Regions from separate parts of the Danio rerio genome. Here region 2 is linked to region 1. Evidence: chromatin contacts called from public Hi-C data. All regions are on one chromosome and are shown on one strand. Each heading gives the region's core, a stretch centred on a gene start, on an enhancer-like site or on the middle of the called end of the contact. The rest is flanking DNA. Distances are from core to core; before and after follow the strand shown. Region 1 holds the start of znf407 (zinc finger protein 407). Region 2 holds the start of pmvk (phosphomevalonate kinase).

The links. Hi-C and Micro-C count contacts between places; a contact is called where the count stands out from the background.
Region 2: a contact with region 1 is called in a Hi-C map of hematopoietic stem cells, with 2.4 times the contacts expected there. The contact joins the promoter of pmvk here to the promoter of znf407 in region 1. A contact is called at or near these places in 2 of 18 Hi-C or Micro-C datasets (caudal fin and hematopoietic stem cells).

The regions. Positions count from the first base shown.
Region 1 is chr16:7,011,745-7,015,226 of GRCz12tu, forward strand. znf407 (zinc finger protein 407) reads left to right here and starts at 1,264. Exons shown (of 10, transcript XM_073925777.1): 1 at 1,264-1,335.
Region 2 is chr16:7,227,348-7,230,623 of GRCz12tu, forward strand. pmvk (phosphomevalonate kinase) reads right to left here and starts at 1,746. Exons shown (of 5, transcript NM_001083579.2): 1 at 1,576-1,746; 2 at 1,431-1,494. The coding sequence starts at 1,664. eaf1 (ELL associated factor 1) reads left to right here and starts at 2,374. Exons shown (of 6, transcript NM_001002115.1): 1 at 2,374-2,547. The coding sequence starts at 2,445.

The sequences.
Region 1 (3,482 bases), core at 14-2,513:
ATACCGGTCCATGCCTACTGCTCTTAAGTACTTTTGAAAGGTCTAATTTTACTCTTTGAGTAATGTTTACAAAAGTTACTTTTACTCTACTTGCACCTCATTTTTAGACAAGTATTGGTACTTATACTTAAGTATGATTTTTCAGTACTCTTTTCGCATCTGTATATCAATCAGGCAGTGAAGATCACAGATTTTTAAAGAAATAAGACCTTAACATGACAATTTTATAATAGAAAGACAGTTCACCGAAAGCGCTGGCTGGCTAAAATTCAAAGTGCATGTGTATACCCTATTCATCTAGTTTGCCCAACAAACAAAAACAACACTATAATAAAAGTAAAACAGTATTAGTAAAAACTCCCCACCTTTCTTTCAGCTAATTCGCTTCCTTGCTCAGGGCTTGCCACAACGGAATGAACCACCAATTCGTAGTGAACACTTTTGAAATGTAAAAAATACGTTGAGCTGTGCTTTCGTTGCATTACACCATCTTTACCACCAGATGGCTGTTATGTTTCGAGTAGGCCTACCTAGAAACAGTGAATCATTTTGCTTTGAATCATTTGATTCGAGTTTCCAGAAGCTTTGTTTGTATCCTCGCTACCAACAAGATCACTTTTCAAAGGGTGACTTCATTTATTTTTTGAATAAAGATATATTTTGGCCAGATTTGTCGGTGTTTATTCAGTTTTATATTACATGTGACTTTTCCTTCTGTTTTAATAATATTTTCTTTGGTTGTTAGACGATTCTCAAGAAAACTTGGGAAAAGGGTTTATAATTAATTTATGTTTTCTGTTAGCCAAGTTTTATATTCATAAACAAAGGTTTATTCGCTCTAAAGCTTTTTATTATTATTATTATTATTTACCCATAAATGACTGTAAGCAATATTTGGAAACTATCCGGTCTAGAATTTAGTCCAAAAGCAATGAAAACTGTTTTTTCTCCTTGTTTTTTTTAAGATGTAACTTTATTACATTATTTTTGTCATTATTACCCTGGTGTTATGTATGTTTTTGGGCTTATTGCTGTGCTACTTTTACATTTATTTGTCTCTGTGTTTATAAATGTATTTGTTCTATCAATTTACATTGATAAAAATATTTAAAAAGAAGTTCATACAACGGTTCACCGAGTCATTTGGGGTTCAGCTCAGCGATAGGAGCACGTGATGCAGATGGAACCAGTTTGAGGTTGCCATCTACTCCATCGTGAAAACATCCCTGGCTTACGTCTTACGTATCGGTTGACGTAACAGCTAGCAGACTACGGTGCGCCGTTTGTGACCAAGAGCAGAACGCGCGAACTGAAGGAATACGAGCAACATTTCAGGTAATAGCATTCAAACTAAACTTTTTTAAACAGCATAAACGCAGATCTGATGTTATAAGCGTAATATATGCAGGTTAACTATGTTCCTGTCGCTAACTAGCGCGTAAGCTAAAGGATTTATAAGTGAGTCATGATACGCTTTTGGGGCCTCTGTGCTGCCGTCGTTTCAGTACTCAAGCGAAAGCCCGCCTTCCCCGTGTTTTAATTGGACGAACGCAAGAATTCCGGCTTTTGATTGGACGAGAGCCACGCCAGCCAAATAAAGTAACGGCAATAGGAAGTAAAAAGGAAACGTTTTCATGTCAGAGAAAGAAGATAAACATGGCAAACTGGGTTAATTAAAGTTTAACATTACTGTTTAAAGTTTATATATTAATTTTCCGACACCAACTGTTTTAGCCATATAACGTTAAATAATGTACAAGTAGAGACTACTATATATAAACCATTGCATTAAAGCGCTTACCTTATTGTGTTTATATGTCAGCGGAATATATTTACAACATTGCAGTGTAAAAGTTAGTGTAACAGAGTGATTATAAATGCAAGCTTCTTTTTATTATGCTCATTTCATTATTAATATTATATATTCAAGTATGTTATTTATTGTGTTCAATTTTAAACTGTTGACTCTATAAGTTTCCATTTTCATTTTTACTTTCATTCTCGCTTATAACAATTTAAGATAGAATTATGTGTTTAATTCATATAGTTTTTGGTCTGTATGACTAAAACAATATTGAAGAACAAGCTTCTACTTCAGTTCAGCTATCAAATATAATATAAATATCTCAGTTCAGAGTGCAATGTCAGTGTTTTGTATTCTGTTATTTGATTCACGTATCAGGTCTTGTATCAGAACAATAACCCGCACTAAACATTTGTTATAAAATAGTTTAAAGTGATCTTTCTCAAGTTTTTGGTACATTTCCTGGTAGTCAACAACATTGTTACCACCCTTTTACTATAATAAAATCATGTTTTGTTTTGTCACAGAAGTATGGTGGCAGTGAGCTAAACCGCTCTGCAAGTTATTAAAACACATGCAAATAGGAAAACACTCACAAATCTCCATCAAATTGACAACACACATACTCTAGCATAATTGCAAATTCTCCCATCACATGCAAAAAAAAAAGAAACATGCAGCAAGTTAAGAAAAAACATGCGTATAGAAAAAAAACATCAGTTTAATAGCACACATGCATGCAAATTCATTTTTTAATCTAGATTAAAATGGCTCATTTGAATTCTGCTGAAGGAATTCAGAATATATGTGCTACCTAAATAATACGTCTTTGAGAACGGGTTTCTCAAGCCAGATGGCGCATTAGACCAGGGGCTCATCTCCTGTTTTTAAAATGCATCACAAACTCCTTGAGAAACTGTTCTACTATAATAATTGGTGATGAAAATAAATGATGTTCAATAAGATGTACTTGTGTTTACTGTTTATTCAGTTAAACATGAATGTTGAACTGTAGGCCTACATAAGCTCGAAACAGTGATTTTTGATCACTTTAATCCAACTAAAGTCAGAGCTGAACTAAACAGAAATGGAATTAAGACATGTTGAGTATGCTTTTATTAGTGGCATTATTGAAGTAAACACTGCAATCAAACTATTACGATCATGTAGGACTTACCGCCAAATTTTCCGACAAGATCCACATATGCTGCTATCAATAAAGGACCGCACACACACACAAACACACACACATCACGGAATGCGGAATGTTTTTTTCTTTCCGTTTGGTGTGCGTTATTAAATTTCATGACACTCTCACCAGTCCTTACTCCTTATTTGCGTCTAATATCCTAGTTTGTCATGGCGGCATGAATGAAATGTTCATGATTTAAAGTGAAACTGCCGAACTGCAGTTAAAGTCAGGCATCCTGCTGATTTGATTCAGAAGGGCGCTTTTTTGTCAGACGGCTCACCGGCCAGGTATTCATCCGTGGTAAAATATTAAGGTGAAAGTCAACATAGCTTACGTAGAATACCCAGCTCCCAACCCAACTTTGAGAATAGATTAACAGCAATATTTTTTAATCGCCAGTAAGAGTCTCATGTTAACGCAGCGTGTTAACGCCGATAACGGCCCACCACTAATCCAAACCTGTACTAACAATTGCAGAAAGACTCA
Region 2 (3,276 bases), core at 496-2,995, 220 kb after region 1:
GCCTAAATCTAATATTTAAATTTTTTTTATGATGGATGGATGGATGGATAGTTAGATAAGCATGCTTTAGCATGTTGCTAACTTTGATATCATGTTTGAACACATTGCTAGCATTTAACACACTGCTAACAAGTTTTAGCTTGTTGTTTGCACAAGTTTCAAATCACTGACAGCATTTTTAACAAATTGTTAGCATGTTTAAATATATTTTAATAATAAGTTCAAGATGATCATTTATTGAACTGTACTTGAATAAAAAAATACACTTATTTGTGAAAATTAGGATTTTTGTACATCATTTAATCACTTTCCTTCAGCAGAGGGCGCCACAGCGGAATGAACCACCATAAACAAAATATATTGCTGCATTTTATTCAAACAGTAAAATAAATAATATGTTTATAGTCATTTTTTTGTGTTAATTACAATTTTATTCATTGTTCTTATCACTTGTTAATTGTAGTGTACACTACCTGACAAAAGTCTTGTCGCCTGTCCAAGTTTTAGGAACAACAAATAATAACTTGATCTATAGTTGATCACTTGGTATAGAAAGTGGCTTATATGAAAGGCAAAGGCGTCTAGATTATGATTATTTTAGCAAAATAAAATATGATCATGCCTTGATTTTTAATTATTTAATTAAGGTCTGACTTTGCTTAGACAAAAGTCTTGTCATTAACAGAAATAATGTCCAGTATAGAATATTAAGTCATGCTGCAGTGGAAAATAATGAATATTGTGTATGACTCCATCATGAGCTTGGAGGACTATTAATAAAGTCATCTGGAATGGCAAAGAACGCGTTCTTGCAGGACTCCCAGAGATCATCATGATTGCTTTGGATTCATCTTCAGGACTTCCTCCATCTTCATCCCCAGACATGCTCAATAATGTTCAGTTCTGGTAACTTGGCTGGTCAATCCTGGAGCACCTTGACCTTGCTTACTTTTAGGAACTTTGACGTGAAGGCTGAAGTATGAGAAGAAGCGCTATCCTGCTGAAGAATTTGCCCTCTCCTGTGGTTTTTAATGTAATGTACAGCACAAATGTCTTGATACCTCAGGTTGTTGATGTTGCCATCCACTGCAAATCTCTTGCACGCCCCTATACTGAATGTAACCCCAAACCATGATTTTTCCTTCACCGAACTTGACTGATTTCTCTGACAATCTTTGATCCATGCTGTTTGCAATAGATATTCTGCAGCATTTTTGATGATTTAAATGCAGATCAACAGATGATTCATCTAAAAAAAAATAAAATAATAATCTACCTTCTGCCACTTCTCCAAATGATCAACTAGAAGTGAGGTATTATTTGTTGCTCTTACAACTGGGCTCGACGACAGGACTGTCAGGTAGTCAGTGTACTTTATTTTGCACCACGAACGTGAGTTATTTCAGTTAGGTTGCAGAAGTGTAACTTACCTTTGCGTACTGCTCCTTGAGGGGTGCAGACAGTCTGAGAATACAGCACATCTCTGCAGTCAGTCTGAAATATAAAATAAAAGCATCTTTATTACCGAGTTTAATCTGTTCACGCGACAGGGCTATAGAGAACTAGAGAACTTACCTTTTCTGTATTAAATCTGTCACATAGTCCTTTCCTGACTTTCGCTTCCCACTGAATAACAGAATGATGCTAGGTTGTGTAGTTGCCATGGTTGTAATTACATGTGATGTGTACTTCATACTCGTGTACACAACTGACACATGTCGAGGACTACAGCCTTCAATATGAATCAGGAACCGCTTTATGTCGCTTTACCGTAACTACCAAAAAAATGTAACCTAAAAATAATATAAGCGTCTTTGGTTCTTCTGTTTGCTTAACTATTTTCTTTATTTGTGTTACTTTAAAACTTTATTGGCGTATGCGATGTTTTTTCTGTCATCTAAAAGGATATCTAAGTGAAATGTGGAAGTGTGGAAACAGGATGTTTGGTGTTTTTGTGTAGCTACGGTAATCGGACGAGTGTCACGCCATCAACTTACTGGGTATGTGCTAAATATATTTACATTTCATGTAAATAAGTTACCAGAGTGTTTTTAATTTATGCAGATATTTAAATAGTATCAGAAAAAGTTCAATAAAATAATAATCTTACATTGTTTACGTATTTATAAACACTTTTTTTCACTGACCCGGAAGTGAAACCACAAAAACGTTTGTTTCTGTATTTCATTCTTATTTGTTATTCCCCAAGTGCGGTTTATAAAGGAAATTATTTTTTAAGTGATAAAACTTGTATTTTTAAAAGTAAAATAAACCAAACATCTAAGGTGAATGCGTTATTTTTGGTTTCTGTGACCCGGAAGTTTTGAATCTGTCAGGATTGTTTTGCTTTTAGCGTCTTCTCCTTTTGTCTTTGTTTACATGTGGATAAACCGAGGATTTTTTCATTTTGGGTGAAGTTGGTGAATTCAATGTGACGCGCAGTGATGAACGGCAGCTCGAACCCGCCGCTGGATAAAGAAGAGCATGTGTTGAAGCTCGGGGACAGTTTTGAGAAGAGACCAAAATCATCCTTTCACACCATCAGATGTGAGTCCATCAAGAGAGACATAACATGCGTTATTCAAAGTATATCCCAACTAGAAATTTTCAGTTCTCTACATGCTCTAAGCATATTACCAAGCAATGTTGCATTACTGTTTTCCGCGGGTAGTTTTGTTTTAGTTCCCAGAACATTCTCTTAAAACAGTGCTCACCAAACTTGTTTCTGGAGGGCCGGTGTCCAGCAGATTTTAGCTCCAACCCTAATCAAACACACCTGAACAAGCTAATCAAGGTCTAACTAGGTATACTTGAAACATCCAGGCAGGTATGTTGAGGCAAGATGGAGCTAAACCCTGCAGGGACACCGGCCCTCCAGGACCAGGATTGGTGACCCCTGTCTTAAAAGATAGGAAAACATTTTCTATAATAATATTAACCACATTCGCACACCTTCAAATCTAATACTTCTTTGCTAAAAGGAAATAGGCCAATAAACCACTTTTTATAGCAATACGTTTATTAAAAAAAAAGTTATATTATCAAATATTCATCTTAAAAAATATTTTTTGTTTTAGTAATGTAATTTATTCAGCCAGGATTTAGTGAACTCACAATATTTTGTAAAAAACAGAGAAATTATTTCAGTTCTTATATATATAAAAAGGCCTAAATAGATGCAAGGTCATTCAAATATTTTGCTCTTCTCTGACTAACACACAGGTGTCAAACTCAGTTCCAAAAAGGCCGCAGCTCTGCACAGTTTAGTTCCAACCC